Linked DNA regions of Anser cygnoides: region 1 is linked to region 2. A link is a contact called in public Hi-C data. All regions are on one chromosome and are shown on one strand. The core of a region is the stretch at or near the end of the contact, and the rest is flanking DNA. Distances in the headings are between cores, read along the strand shown. Region 1 overlaps TRAF3 (TNF receptor associated factor 3). Region 2 overlaps RCOR1 (REST corepressor 1).

The links. Hi-C and Micro-C count contacts between places; a contact is called where the count stands out from the background.
Region 1: a Hi-C map of liver shows a contact between it and region 2, with 4 times the contacts expected there. The contact joins two enhancer-like sites. A contact is called at or near these places in 2 of 7 Hi-C or Micro-C datasets (both in liver).

What each region holds. Positions count from the first base shown.
Region 1 is chr5:55,716,193-55,723,884 of Taihu_goose_T2T_genome, reverse strand. All of the region lies in intron 4 of TRAF3 (TNF receptor associated factor 3), which reads right to left. Among named protein-coding and RNA genes, the nearest start is that of TRAF3, 33 kb to the right of the region's middle. Within about 2 kb of position 3,799, at least 1 of the 3 cell types and tissues checked has open chromatin away from gene starts, as enhancers often do. A contact at or near this core is called in liver, where this site is marked.
Region 2 is chr5:55,580,153-55,587,819 of Taihu_goose_T2T_genome, reverse strand. All of the region lies in intron 2 of RCOR1 (REST corepressor 1), which reads right to left. Among named protein-coding and RNA genes, the nearest start is that of RCOR1, 34 kb to the right of the region's middle. Within about 2 kb of position 1,474, at least 1 of the 3 cell types and tissues checked has open chromatin away from gene starts, as enhancers often do. A contact at or near this core is called in liver, where this site is marked.

The DNA.
Region 1 (7,692 bases), core at 2,550-5,049, 130 kb before region 2:
AAGCGCCTAATGAAAGTAGTTTAGCATTAGAGACTGCCCAACTCCACTGGCATTGCTGAACATCCATGGCTGGGCAGAGGTGACCCCATCATGAGCTTAGGACTTGGCTCTTTGTTGAAGGGTGCAAGGCAAAAGGAGATTAGAAAAAGAGGAGAAGTGTTATTCCATAAGCAGCTGAACTGGTAAAACTTAACTACCTATGGATTTGTTTCTTGTGCATGATTGCAGGAAAAGCTAAAATTCAGTTTCCTGTTGGTTTAAAACATGCAGATACTAATTTCTCTTTTCCCTCTGCAACTCCATATTCTTTTGTCATATTTGAGACTTCTACCATTCGGTCAACTTTTGAAGTCAACAACCAGCTTCAAGCACACTGATGGGTGAGAACAACAAATACAGGGAACGTGATTTTCCTTAGAGTGCCAGAATAAAACAAGACACGGCCTGATTCTGACCCACAAAACAAACAAAAAGAGGCACTAAAAGAGGTGCTGCAGGGAGAATTGGCAAGTCAAGACAGCACAAAGTGCCTGAACTTATGCACCATACAAAACAACTATACTGAATGTTTGCTTCCTCATCCTGTTTCTTCAAAACAAAAAGGAGCTAAATATCAGATATTTAAAGTCTTTCAAAAGCATTATTTCTTCATGGAAACTGAGTAATTGGTCACAAGGAGGCAGGGGTGAAAAGAAGAATACTCAAGATTCAGCTGAGAAAGAGTACTGAATGCCAAATGAACAGCAGGTGAGAGTTTCACAGAGATATGAAACTGCTCAGTGGCTGAACTGTCAGCTGGAAAAAGAGATTTCATACCAAAATAAGCTGCACAGTGCTCCACATGACTCCCCTTTTGGAATTGGTATATTGAATATCATGTCACAGAAAACAACCAGAAAGCACACCGATAAATAAAGTTTACTATGCAATATGCTTAACAGTGAGATTTGTGCGCTTCAGCTTTTTTGGTTTTGTTTCATGAAGAAGTATGTCAGACAAGAAAAGCTAAACAAGTGCAGCACTACAGCAGCCAGCTTGGTGAGGAATTCTCTTCCGCAGCGCTCTGAACAGCCAGCATTTTCTTAGGCAGCAAAACCAGGAAGCCATTCATAAAGTGCTGCAATAAAAATACAACAGAGAACTGAGCTTAAAAGAACACTAAAACCTCTTTATTACAACCCAAAAGCTGCATTTAACAAGGAGGTGGGGAGACTTGATGTTCATCGCAAACTGCACACACAAATTAAACTACTGTATGCACAGAGCTACATCCTCAGGCATGAGTTACGTGCTATTACACACGTATATGAGATCAATGGTGAACACAAGTGCAAATACTACAATTCAGCTGCCATCCCTTTGCAAACAGCTTTCTATTACGGTTTACATACCACTACAGGGTGACATCTGCAACATCGTCTTTTCCTTTCCAGGACTCTCAACAGTGGGACTCAGATTATACCCCCATAATCAGGTTTTAAACTGCCAACAAGAGGCACTTTTGAAGTCACACCTCAGTAAGATACTACGTGCTTACAGTAGTAAAGATAACCACTTCTAGAAAGCAGGGAGGTGAGCCTGGCTAGAACATTCAAGATATGCCAGTTCTGGTGGGAGCTGCCGACTCCTAAAGGCATGGCAAGCTGCCATCAAGTCAAAGACTTCAGTCCTTGTTCAGCAAGCTAAATCTGAACTCCTGATTCACCACTAGCTGCTTCCTTAAGCTCCAGCTTTCTTATCCCTGGGAAAAGTCATCACAATAACAAGAATCAATTTTAGACGTCTTAAAACTCAGTCTGTTGGACAAACTGTTAAATCTTGGACAATCATCATTCAGGACAGATCAACACAGAAAAAGAGGCACAATCTCCAAGGTTGGTTCTGTCCACTATTGATTACAATTCTTTCAGCCGTTTCTCATGCAGTCAGCATACGCTTACAGTCACGCTTCTTCAGAGTAACAAAAGTGGAGATTCTCTGGTCATCGTGTCTGTGACAACGCTTGCTCCCCCAAAGTCGGTCACATCTCGCTGAGCTCTATTTTGTCATTCCTCTTAATACAAGTGAGGTCCAGCCTCAGATACTAGAGTGTCAAGTAGTATTTCAGGCCGCACATGCTGCAACAAAGGTCAGTACAATTTCTTCTTTCTCAACTCATACTAATATTAGAAACTGGAAGCAAAAGTAAGTTTACCGACTTGACTTAAGATGTTCCAAGAATTAGACAGCATGGAAGTTACCAAAACAGCATTTTTCTCTTTCCTTGTTTAAGCAAGAACACTGCTCTCGTTGCAGAGAGGGCAGACATCCTAGAAATCTGCGCTAAAGTTTTTGAATTATGCCACATAGTTGGCTTTTGTTGTTCGGTTTATTTGCTCCTTAGGAATAAAACTCATTTGCAACTTAGAAATACAATAAAGCTTCTAAAAAATTTTAAAATAAATTTACATCTGAAATAAAAAAAGACAAAAACAATCCGTAACTCTTACTGAATCCCCAAAAAGCTCATTTAGAATTGGAACGCAGTATTTACTACTTAGCAAGCTCTGCATGAAGACAGTTTCAATACATTGGCAATATAAAGCAAATAAGCTTTTACCAAAACTTTAAAATCAAAAAAGGTCAAGCAGCTATTTCAATAAAATGTTTATGTTATGAAGATAACAAAAGATACAATCTACTTTTGTTTTACTTAGGACAGAAAAGCTTTTCCATCAAATTGCAAGCTACACTAACAACAGAAGTTACCCAAAGAGAACGGTGCTGCACACACAATACCTAAATTAAGCTCTGAAAGAAGAAACCTGAAGTTGGATGGGAGCTAAAGATCACAACAGAACAGTGACCAATTAAGATGATCCGACCTTTCTTCTTCAAAGAGCAGCATTTATATTTTTATTTAAGAAGTGTAAGAAAACACAAACTTTAGTGTCCTATCCTAACTAGGCCATTTTCGGTAATATGGAGTGTTTTCTTCTTAAACCTAGTTTTTACTGAAATAGGGCTCCTTGTTTTCTATCCATCCTTCCATTCGTGTATCAGCCTCTCGAAAAAAATACAACACAACCAACTGGGAACCAACTGTACAGACAGGTCTCATGAAAATGGGCAGCTCTGTGGGGAACAGAAAGAGAAACTTAATGTAGCATCCCAGTGAGTAAAAGGCTAGGAAAGTGCAACCTCAAACACCACCGCCTCTGTGTGGTCTATCAGCTGGCCAGTCTGCATAAGCTACATCTAAACCACCAGCTCCCCCTTGTCTAGGCAAACTGGGTGGTCTTCATCCTCTCTATTACTGTAATGGGAAGGTAGGGTGTTTGAAGGCCTTTTTTTTTAATTATTGAGGAAGGGGGAGAATTGGGTCAAGAAGGGGATATAGTGCACAGATTTGTAGGAAACCAGACACCAGACTTCTTCAGTTTCAGTCTTCACAGAATTTTCTTTTGTAATTTACAGGATACCCTCAGAGAACCAAATAATTGTTTACTTGCAGTGGTATTTCTAGTTCTTCAGTCTTCCTAGCCTACGTGTTTCTATCACAAAGTTATTGCTTCAAGTTATCGCACAGAATTACTTTAAACGATGAAAAAATTAACTTTGTCTTTCAGCATTTTATAGCTTCTAATAAATTCCTAGTACATACCTATTGAAAAGAACATACACCTCTCTTTTACTATCTTTTAGACAGTCTTCCGACTCAATTTTGCTTGCACTTCTGAATTCAATTATAATATACAACATACTGCCATAACACGATGACTGGTTAAAACAATAATGCAAGCTGAAAGGAGTATATCAGTGACAACATATTATCAATTTATCCAATGCAACAAATGTCAAAAAAAATTAAAGCTGAGCAGGAAGACTGCCATGGGTATTTTGACTCCAGAGCTCCTGAGCATGAGGTATCTCACTGCAGAGGCCTGGTCTCACAGCATCCAGGCACCACCTTGGCCTGATGTTCAGGCCAAAGCCCCACAGCTGTTGAGTCTGAGCAGGGGCACAGAAGAAGAACTGAGAAATAAAACGTAAGTAGTTTAACTCTCACCACAGAAGTATCTAGGTAGTGACCAAAGCAGCACTGGAGCGGCAGGTTTGAAAGCACAGGATCATCCATTGATTTTGCCTCGTACCAAGTTCAAAAGTCACTTCCCTCTTCTTGTTTGTACAGGGAAGTTAATGATTTTTCCCCTCCGTGCGCTTGTTCTGTTTGATGCACTGTTTACTGTCTCTGTACAACACGTACAGGATCAACCACCAGTGCTTCAGTGTTTCTAGTGTATGCTTTGTGGGGAAGTTCTGAGGGGCACCAAGGGGGGACAGGGGAGGGTGGCAGTCACCAACTTCAGGTATAACTTTACACGGTGAAAAGCATGAGACCATCCCTCACGTTTTTTCGTGCAACACATTCAAATACTAATTCCTATACAAAAATAAAAGCAGCACTGGCATGTAAAAACTTTTTCATGTAGTAAAAAGAACTGGGTATTTTAACTGCTATAACCTTCATCTTACACTTGTGTAAGCATCCACCTTCCTTGCATAAACTAATACAAACCAACTTTGAACATGACCTTGATATAACATACAAAATAGAAAAAAAAAATCAACAGGGAGTTGGGAGAAAAGAATCACTACTTGGATATAAGCACATAAGATACAAGCATCTGAATGCACACGGGAAAGACTGAGTACTCTCTGCATGAGAAGCTTTGGCCACTCACTAGCTCTTCAGTCAGTTATTAGGTACAGTACCCTGGAATCATTCAGCTTGGAAGAGACCTCTGGAGGTTATCTAGCCCAACCTCCTGTTCAGAACAAGGCTAACTTCAAAGACTGGGCTGCTCAAGGCCTTGCCCAGCTGAGTTTTCAAAACCTTGAAGACTGACAATACCACAGCCTCCCCGAGTAACCTGCTCCAGTGCTCAAAACTCCCGCTGTGAAGAAGTTATTTTATAGCTATTACAATACGATCTGGTACAGAGAAAAGGCCTATCCTTATACATGAACTGCTATGCTCTCAAGCAACTAAAGCAGGTTTCACCATGTTTAAGGGCTCTACGCACTAAAAATTACTGAACCAATAGCAAAACTGGATTTGGGTTGAATGGTATAGACTATTCCTTCTTTTCCTAGGTGAACTGGGAAACCGTAAGTATAAAAAAAGATCTGGTATCTTGAAGTACTTTCAAAAGAATAACCATGTATGTCGCTTGAACCACAGATATTACAACACTGGGTCCTTCCTGTGTTCCAGTTTGCAAGATTACTGAATAGCAGAAAATGAGTGGTAAGTTAGTTTCATATTTTATTCTTTTAACTTTTTAACACTTTCTTTGTCTCCATTTCTTTCAACTACATATTCACGTGAAGTGACTTACAGCATTAAACAAGACAGCACCTCAATACAACAAGCTCAATTTAGCAAGCCTGCTAGACTGTACTTTCATGGAAACAGTTCTAATATGCTTGTTACACTGAGCAGTAATTATATCACTATTAAGAGTTCAGAATAGGAATATTTGTAAGTAATAATGTAGTATTCATTCTTTTTGGAATCCAAGAGTCCAGAGACTGACAATTTTAATAACTACTCAGTGTTGAGTAGGATAATTAACATCCAGTCTAATATAAACTGCAGCAAGGGGTGGGAGTAACAACTCAAAGAGAGTTTTGATTTTAGGTTATTGAAAAAAAAGGCAGCAGAAAAGTAATTCAGTGTAATTTAGTACTGCTTAAAAAGTCAGCTTTTCTATGTATAACTTAATTTTTTGAAAGTTAACATCATTTCTTTCCAATCGTGACATATGAGATAGCAAAACAACCAAGATTCAGTTTGAGGCAGTAGTAAAAAGTGCTTGTATTTCAGCTTGCACTTGCTATCTACAGCTCTTAATAATTACTTCATAATCTCAGTGGGCTACCAAAACACAGTATAAAATCATCTGAAGTACAAGAAATCAAAAGCCTCTTTCAGAAATCAAAGATCTCTCAAGCTTTGAAAGCCTGGTTCACAGGACAACAGATGAGAGACATTCTGTCCAACCTCACCACACATGGGTCAGAAAAAGAAAACTTACCAGGCTACTGCATGTCATCTATGAAATTAACTCCCAGCTGGGACCCACAGCCCTATATGAGGTTTTTAGTAGAAGCATGTAAAGAACAGGAAAGATCAAGAGACAACCAGATAACCACAGGACAAAGTGCAATTCTTCCTCTGCTGCTTTGGGGAAGTCCGCAATTGAGATATGCCAGTCACACGTCAAGGAAGTGGATCAACACCCTGTATTTTCATAACTTCTGGCTCTGTTTCCAAAGGAAAGACACTCACCTATCGCAAAAGATTAAGATTGAATACTCTGGGAATGCCATAAGAATCTGTTTCAAGTTAAAGGTAGTTTCATTTTACAGAACTGTTTTATCTATGCTCTGAAGAGAGCGCTAGCAAAACCTGTTTATATTTGCATCCTGAATACTCCGTCTTTATGGAAATCTATTTTCATCAGACCAGATTTCCTCCACTTCAGAGCAAGTCTAACATTTCTTTTACCTTTATTGTGCAGCATAGCAGTCATTCCTCCAAATGTTACAAGTAGTAATGAAAAATCACATGTATCCAGATGAGAAGATGTATGCTGCTTCCCAGTTATGCCTATTATGATGAGGAAACAGATTTGAATGACCTGTGACAAATCCTAACGAAGATCAACAAGGATTAAAGTGGATGTCCTGTCCAAATCACTTTGGCCAAAGTCCTAGAAAAAGATGTCTCATTACCAAGCGACCTAAAAAGTCACTTTTCCTACTGAGATATGACTCAAGAAAAAAAAAAGCCTGCTGCGTGATTGGGTGCAGCAGGAGCTGGGAGGGGACAGACCCAGGACAGCTGACCCAAACTGGCCAAAGGGGTATTCCATACCATCTGACGTCATGCTAAACAATATATAGGGGTGGCTGGCCGGGGTGGGGGGCCGGCTGCTCGGGAATAGGCTGGGCATCGGTCAGCGGGTGGTGAGCAATTGCATTGCGCATCACTTGTTTTCTTACACATTATTATTGTTAATACTATTACCATTATCACTATTATTATTATTATTGTTATTATTATTTTCCTGTCTTAATAAACTGTCTTTATCTCAACTCACAGGCTTCACTTTCCCGTTTCTCTCCCCCATCCCAGAGAGGGAGGGGGGAGGGTGAGCGAACGGCTGTGTGGTGTTTAGCTGCCAGCCGGGTTAAACCACAACAGTGATTTAATCAGAAACATCTTTATTTTAAACTACATCAGCTCAAGACACCAACATCTTTTAATCTGACATCACCAAATAAGAATCAAAAAGTCTTGCTGTCTTTTAGTCTTTTTTTTTTTAAATAAGCACACAGCAAAAAAAACACTATCAATGGATGCTATTCTTTTCCACTGTTAATCATACAGACCCTCAGTTTCAAGCCTCATGAATACTCTTCAAATCACAGTCTATCTACTCTGCTGACTGGCAAGTACATGAAGAATACTTTCTGCATTGACAGTTCCTGGCAGAATACATCTGTGCTGACTCTAAATGAAACCATCCTTGAAATCTACGCAGCAGTACTACCTATCTTAAAATCCCTTACCTCATCTTCTGCTGTTGTTTCCAGAAGCAAAGATGTCAGAGACCAGCAAGTAAATAAATCGAAATGCTGCAT
Region 2 (7,667 bases), core at 225-2,724:
CTGCCCAATTTTCACTTGCACACAAAGATGTCAGTCCTGCTCTCCCACCACCACACAAAGTTTAAAGCCTCAGAAGTAAATCCAGCTTAAGGTCAGCCCACACCTGAGCAATCCCAGCTCGTACACAAGGCTGAGAACAAAGAGGAAAGTGAAAGTCAAGAGATTCAAAAAAGCCCTCTTACAATCCTCCCTTCCTCCTAGAGCCACGTTCTGCTGCATTCACTCCAAGTCAGAGAGCAGAGGTTTGGCCCTGCCAGGACCCTCTGCAGAAACAGGATAGAAGTGACGCATACAAATTCCTTGCAAGGAACTTCTTAAATGCACTGAGACCTAACACCCTTGCAAATCCCCCGATATCAATTTACCTGCAAGGTCAGGACCTCCTCCTCACACCAAGAAACACAGCCTCGAGCCAAAGTCAACAAGACCGTGTACTTCCATAGCAGAGGGACTGGGCCCCACAATCCCTGAGCAGCACCCACAGTCTGATGCGCAGCCTGATGAGATACGCACGTATCTGGCATCTTAAGGGCTTCCTGCAGATAGCACGACTTTGTTTTCTACACAAACTTACGCTACACCGGTGCTAGAATCGGGACTGTATGAATACGGTCAGCGCTGAATGTGCTGCGGAGTTTGTCATCATGAACACGTTTGTGCTGACACGAAACCACAGATCTTTGTTCAGGCTCTCTCCAGAGCAAAGCGAGAGCAACGACACGCGCGTGCCCTGCAGGCTGCGAGCCACCACGCTCGCAGAAAGTCTGCCAACGAAGCAGGACCGGGAGCAAGAAGCGTGCTTCTCTCCCAACCTCTGCCAGGGTGCTGGGAAGCCAAGACTAGTTAGGAGAGGGAGGTGGAAGCAGCATCAGAAGCACTAAGTCTCCTCCACAGGTCGCAGAACCTTCTTTGTGTCTGACCCCTCCCGGTCTCACAGCGAGCCATGGAGCAGCTGAAGTCAGGGAAACTGTAAAAATGCCACTCCCTCATCCCACCTGCACCTCCATTCGGGGAGGTGAACCAAGAGCCTTGGAGAAACTGAGTCAAAATGCCAAAGGGTGAAACTTTTACTTCACAGCTGGAGCCCATCTCACACCCATCTCACACCTCACCGCTGCTGAAGGCGGAGGAGGGCCTGCTCAGCCAGCATCTCCCTGCCCTCCTGACACGCGCTCCCCGCCTCTCCCCCACCTCCTGTTGACTCTGGCATTTGTCCATCCAAGCCAAGCACATTTCACTAAAACTAACCTGGCAAAATAAAAAGCAAACAGCGTTTTCCCTGAGTTATTAAATCAAATCAGCTGGCTGCGAGATCAGACAAACAGCAGAGCGGGTGCGCAGGGAGCAGCAGGCTCACGTGGACAGGGCCTCTGCTGTCACGTAGCTTCACCCCGCTGCTGCCAACCTGAGCAGGGGAGCCTAATCCAAATTAAAAAAGGTTATCTCAACTAATTCCTAGTTTTATACTGCATACCCTAAGAGACAAGGAAGGGAAGGGGACCAGCAGGAGACCTCCTTCCACCACGGCACTGCTCTATGCTGTCTGAAGGACTGCATGTGCAAATCCAGCATGAAGGACAAGGAGTACACCTGGAGCTTTGGCCACCTCAGACCCACTGCTCTGGCCCGACACAACCCATTTTACTTTTCTTCTCCCTCCTAGAGATGAAACGTGCCAGAATAAACTCACGGGAGCCAAGGCCTCTGAAAGAACCACCCCTCGCTGTCGCCTACCTTTTGCTTCCGCGCAAGGCAGCGGTGCCAGCTCCCACTTCAGTTTCTGCACTTGAGGGAGCTGCTCGGTCTCACAGCTCTGCCCAGGGATGCTGCATGCTCCAGCTGCGGCTGTGAGCCGCTCAAGAGCACGCTACGCTTTGTTTTTGGCACCTACCCTGACCCCTCAGAGAGATGATCCCAGTCTCCTGCAGATGCCAAGACACACTTTGCTCCCAGCTCCATCCTGCCCAAGTCAGGACGAAGCTCTGCCAGGAGGATTCCCAGCCTTCGTCCTTCTCCATAACCCTTTCAACAGCCTCAGGTGCGATTTTTTATTTTTTCTTTTGCTATTGCTGTTTGCATAATGCATTTCAGAGCTACTGGAGCCCTCTGACTTTCAAAGGAGGCAAACAGACTAACACACCACCATGACAGCACTGCAACACGCACCACAAAGAGTGGGAATCTGACACTGTTAAGTTCCTCCATTACTTAAAACAGCAAATGGTAACCCAGAAAAGCACTGCCAGTGCCAGGTGCTTGATACAGATGCACACTGCTGTATCTTCTTCGGAAGGCAAGCATGGAGAAATCAACGTAGTTTCAAAAAGCACTTCCCATAGTAGTAAATGGAAATCTTAAGGTAATGATATTTTGCAAGGCAGCAGGTAAGAAAAGGTTTCCAGATCTAAGCAATGTATTTCATTAAGAGTTATTAAAGTTTACACAACAGACTGAAATCTCCAAGGTACAGGATGGCAGAATTCCCACCTGCAAAGGCTACTGCATTACTAATAGCACTTACTGAGCCCTCCCATAAATGGTACTAATTCATCTTTAAATCACATTTTGCAGGTTTAAAAAAAAAAGACTAAGAAACCTAAGAAACACCCCTTACCTTTAATATGTAACCCTTAACATTTTACATAAAACATGCATTGCGTAATACACAAAGGTGAATAGATGTTTTAATTGTTTGGGGAAGAGCTGGAGCTGACATATAACGACTTAGCTGCTATAAATGCTGCTTAAAGCAGTTTTGGACCAGGTCTAAACGTATTTACTTCTGATGAAGTGAGATTAAACAAGTACTTCCATTCCCAATCCTGCGTTTTCTTTATCAATGCAGACCTTATATTTATTGCATAGGGTAAAATCCCCTGCTTACAGTACCCACGATGACTGTTAAACAAAATAAGACAAGGGAGGCACCGGCTCCCATAACTTGAAGAACTCCTCCTTACTGGCTCACTGATATTACTCAGGCTCATAGCGTAATTGTACATGCACAGCTGCAATACAACGAGGTACCTATGTGACACAGGAGAATTCAAACAAAATTAAGAATTAGAAGAAAAGCTGCTCCGCCTTCCTTCCCTGCTGCTGCCGCTGGGGTCTCCAGCAGCAGCTCACAGGCGTGGGGAGAGCCCTGCTGCCCATCTCCACCTCCTTGGGCACGGGGCTTCTCCCAGGTCAGCAGATAATGCCTGCAACCCCCTTGAGCTTGTGCTTTCTGAGGATTGCCTAGATTTAGGAGCTGGTACCTCGCAGAAACACCATCCTTGTACACACGATAGCAACACTGAGCGTAGGGGAATATTTTAAACTGGAATCCTGCAACTTAAGGAACGTTTTTTAATTTAAAAGTTATGAATTAAGCAGTGCTTAGCTCTTCCTATACGTGACTACACCTGACTGGCACCGTAATCTATATGCAAATAAAGTTCTGAGGGCATTTTTGTATCCTCCTAAGGAAACAGAGGCTACTATTTGGGTTTCCATACAGAGCAGCAGCACTGGAAGTGCAGACCGAAGGGCCGTATTGCTTCAGAATGACTGTAGGTGCTGTGCTACAAAAAACATGGTATCACACATTATGACAGTGTGAAAAATATTGCTTTAAAAATTACCCAGTTAAAGATTAATCATCCAGCAATGATTACAAAGGTCACTTTGTGGCGATAAAAATTATTACCATTAGGAGAGCTAGAGGAGAAAATGAAGAAAACATGGATAGCAACACAGTTCCCCTTTTTTCAAGTAATCAAGTTCAACCCATACCAAGTCTGAACTTCACATCATCAGATTTTATTTTTTTAAAAACTTTCTTAAAAACATATCTGATCCGAGACGCTTTTTTAGTTTAAGAGCCAGCAGTAAAGCAAAAGCTATGGCCTACATTTTGCCCACAGCCCAGGCCAGAGCGAACAATAAAGCCAGAACAGATGTTGAGGCCTCGCCTCGATTTTTTTTTTTACTGAATAATACAAGTCCACTCATTCTTTCCTGCAAGCAGGTGGCACCAATGTGCAGCCATAGATGAAGCCTGAATAACTATACAAGCAAACAGCCTTTCAATGTATACTTCGAGTGTGTAAAATTATTTTTCTATATGCACGCGATTCCAATCCGGGCTTTGCCGGGAGTTGTGCATGCACAAGGCCTGCAGCCCCTGCAGGAGCAGGAAACACATTAACATAACATCAGAGCACGAATACACCCCCCCACGCTCCGCATTAAGAATCACACCTCTGCTAATCACAACAGGCTTTTGTCTAGACATGGCTGGGGCTTTGTACCGGGATGGGAAGGGGGGAAGCTTCTTTAAAGAAAGACTTGAAATATGAAATTACATTTTCAAAAGGCTTGTTTTCTCCTCTTCAAGATTTGCAACATCCACTTTTTCTTCTCAAAAAGGAGGAGGGCTGGTAGCTGTAAGACTACAGCAACCCCGAGCACGCAACCGAAAAAGAAAAGCAGGCCTCCCGAGGCTCACCTGCCCCCCTCGCCATTCACCGGGAGCACCCATGCAGGACCTCCACAGAGCCATTTCAGCGTTGTCACAAACAGGTAAATGCACACACGGTGTTAGTTCTGAGAGCCAAACCCCAACCCGAGTGAGACAACTGCTGCTGCTTGCTGTTCGGTTTCCCTGAACACTGACCCAACAAGAGATTTCCTTCCTTCCCTCCACAGTTTCCCTTCCACTTACATTCAGTGACCAAGCCATGCAGGCAGACCTACGTGCACGCAGGAAAGATCTGAGTATAGAAACACACACCACAAGAAATCTTTAAAAAAGGAACAATAACATGGCACGATTCCCTCAAGTGCCAGGTTTCAGGCTGCTGACCAGCACCTAGGCACTGCCAAATCTGTCCGAAGCCAAACAGTTTTCTGATGAGGAAGCAAAAATAAGGCAAACGTCTTCCTCTTTGCACCACAGGCAGTTCTGCCGCCTCCCCATTCCTTGACAATCACCAACTCCTACACACAAGCTCTGCACTCGCGTGGCCTCCCATTCCTGTATGAGGCCAGTCCTCAGCTCTTCCTCCCCATTAAGCGGGGTCCTCTGCCACGTTCCCTCACCCCGGCAAAAAGAGCTGCTCGGGATTATTCACTGACAGCACTTAGGAATAACGTATGAGAGCAGGACAAGCACAGAGACTTCCTGAGCCTGGCACTGTATCTGCATCACTGGATTTAATGGCCCTTCATGGGAGGAGGAAAAAAAAAGTCCATCAAATTGTCTAATCCTTTTTGAACCCATTTATAATTTTGGCATCTACAACATCCTGTGGCAGAGTGCTACAATTTAATTATATGTTTATTGTCTGAAGAAGAACAAAGAAAACCCATGCACACACTCCTTTCTCAGCTCTGAAGCTGCCACCCAGTCATTTCATTTGGTGGCCCCATTTCCTGGCTTATGAGAAACAGAGAATAACTATGCCCTGCTCACCTCCTCCATGTCTCGTACTGTTTTACAGACCCTCTGCCATGCTCCTCTTGGTCATCTGTTTTCCAGGCTAGACGGTCTGGGCTTTGCTGCCTCTCTCTTGCACAGAGAACAATTCCTGTACTTTATCTCGTTATCTTACAGCCCTGAGAAGCATGTATGCATGGGGGAGGGATGGATACGGGGCACAACCAGAACTGTACACAGTGTTCGAGAAGAGGGTACACCACAGAATTTATAAAACATGCCATAATTAGGTTCTGTTTTGTTCTCAGATGCTTTCATAACAGCTTTTAACAATACACTTGCCTTTTCACTATTACCATCGAGTTGATGAAAAAACCACTATGACTCCCAAGATCTTTATCTGGAAATGCAACAGCTAATTTAGAGACCACTACTGTATACATACAGTTAAAGACTGTTCCGCCCTCTCCCCCCCACCCCAATATTTCTTAGCACATAACAAGTGTCACCTGTCATTTCTATTGCCGTGCTGTCACTGGGCTGAACAAGTTGCCCATTCTCCCCCCAAGTAAATATCCACAGCCCCCCAGTCACCCCCTCCTCCCGTTCACTGACTGTCTTCACACACCGACAAAAAGACAATCCAGTTGTTAATAGTCAAAATAAGCAAGAAAAAAACGCATTGTTTGAAACGGAGAACACACAAGTGCTGCTTTATTCAGCGAAAAGCATACGGTGGCTCCTCTACAGCCGCAGGACACCGTTGGCTTCCCAGGGCTCCTCCCCCAACCCCAAAGACACAATGTGAAGAGCAAAGAGCCCAGAGAGGTTTTGCAGACCTCGTGGTTCCCCCCTTCCCTGTCAGGTCAGGGATTCACACCACGGACCCAAGCAATTCCTGCTCCCCAGCACCTTTTAGGGGATGAGAGGAAGGAAAGGAAATGGGGCAGAGGGGGATCAGGGCTGTTGTCTCTGCTCAGAAGGGATGCTCTCACTACATCTGCTTCAGAAAACCCCAAACCTCTCCTTAATCACAGAACAGGCCCAGTTGCACCCCAATCAGGCAGCATTTTACTTGTCTTTCCCACACACGAAGGACCAGCTGGCCTGTTTCCATTGCCCACTGCTAACACCTGACTTTCTTACAAAGAGATTACTTTTCGATGATGTTAGCGACACCTCTTCCTTTCCCATCCATCCAAAGTTCAACTACAACATCCTCTTGAGATAGTTTACACTGATTAGAGAAAGTAATGAGTGTCTAGAAAGCAGTGTTAGAAAATGCAGACTCTTGCTTAAAGTAACTTTTATTTATTTTTTCTACCATGCCTCAAAAAGCCTTGCCAAAAGATGGCCAGGAATGGATCTGACTAAGTAGAACCGGGACCCCAGTGAGTATGGGGTGGGGGCACTTCTCCCCACCACCTGACAGCCCAGGAGTTCAAGAAAACCAAAAACAACAAAAAAAGTCACAACCAGCTATGCTCCAAAGCTTATGAACTAAGGCTGCTGGACGAGCGTGTTACTGCTTGGCAAGAGAGTACTGTGAAAGGCACGCAGACAGGACACACCGGTGTTTCCATCTGGACAAAAATCCACCCAAAAGGCCAAATTAGAGAGAAATTTCATTTTGCTGTACGCTAGCTATACTGAACCATTTTGCACAGCAGACTGAGTCAGTCAGCAACAGCTAAGCACAGTCAACTCAAAGGCAGTAGAGATTTCTCACGATTGTGCTCTTGAAGCCGGGTCAAACCCCACCGCGTTTGAAGGCAGCAAGCAGACAATCCCACCGCGTTACAGCGGCAGGCACGCAGCTTCCCAACCCAGCCGCGTGGCGCGCAGGGGCTGAACAGCCAGGCAGGCATCACGGCACCTCCCTGCTGGAGCCGATACCCCGACGAGCAGCAGAATCAGGCCCCCAAAAGCACACCCAGGGGAGACCTGACCTTGGCACGGGCTGGCCGATGCCCCCTCGCTCAGCCACGAGGCACTCCCTGCAGCGACAGCACGCTCATGGTGAAGGGTAAAAGGGTGAGCCTGGGAAGACGGAAAACCCAAGAATTTACCCCGCTGCTTGGGGCTGGGGTTTCCAGTGGTTCAGCCCCTGCAGCAGCAGGGATGAGCTTCCCAACGCAGCCCACCTCAGGTAGGGGTGAGGACAAGCACCGCTGCAGCCCTCCCAGGGGAAAGCGGCCAACTCAGCTGCAGTGCACACCGCCTACACTACCCCAGCCAATTTTAC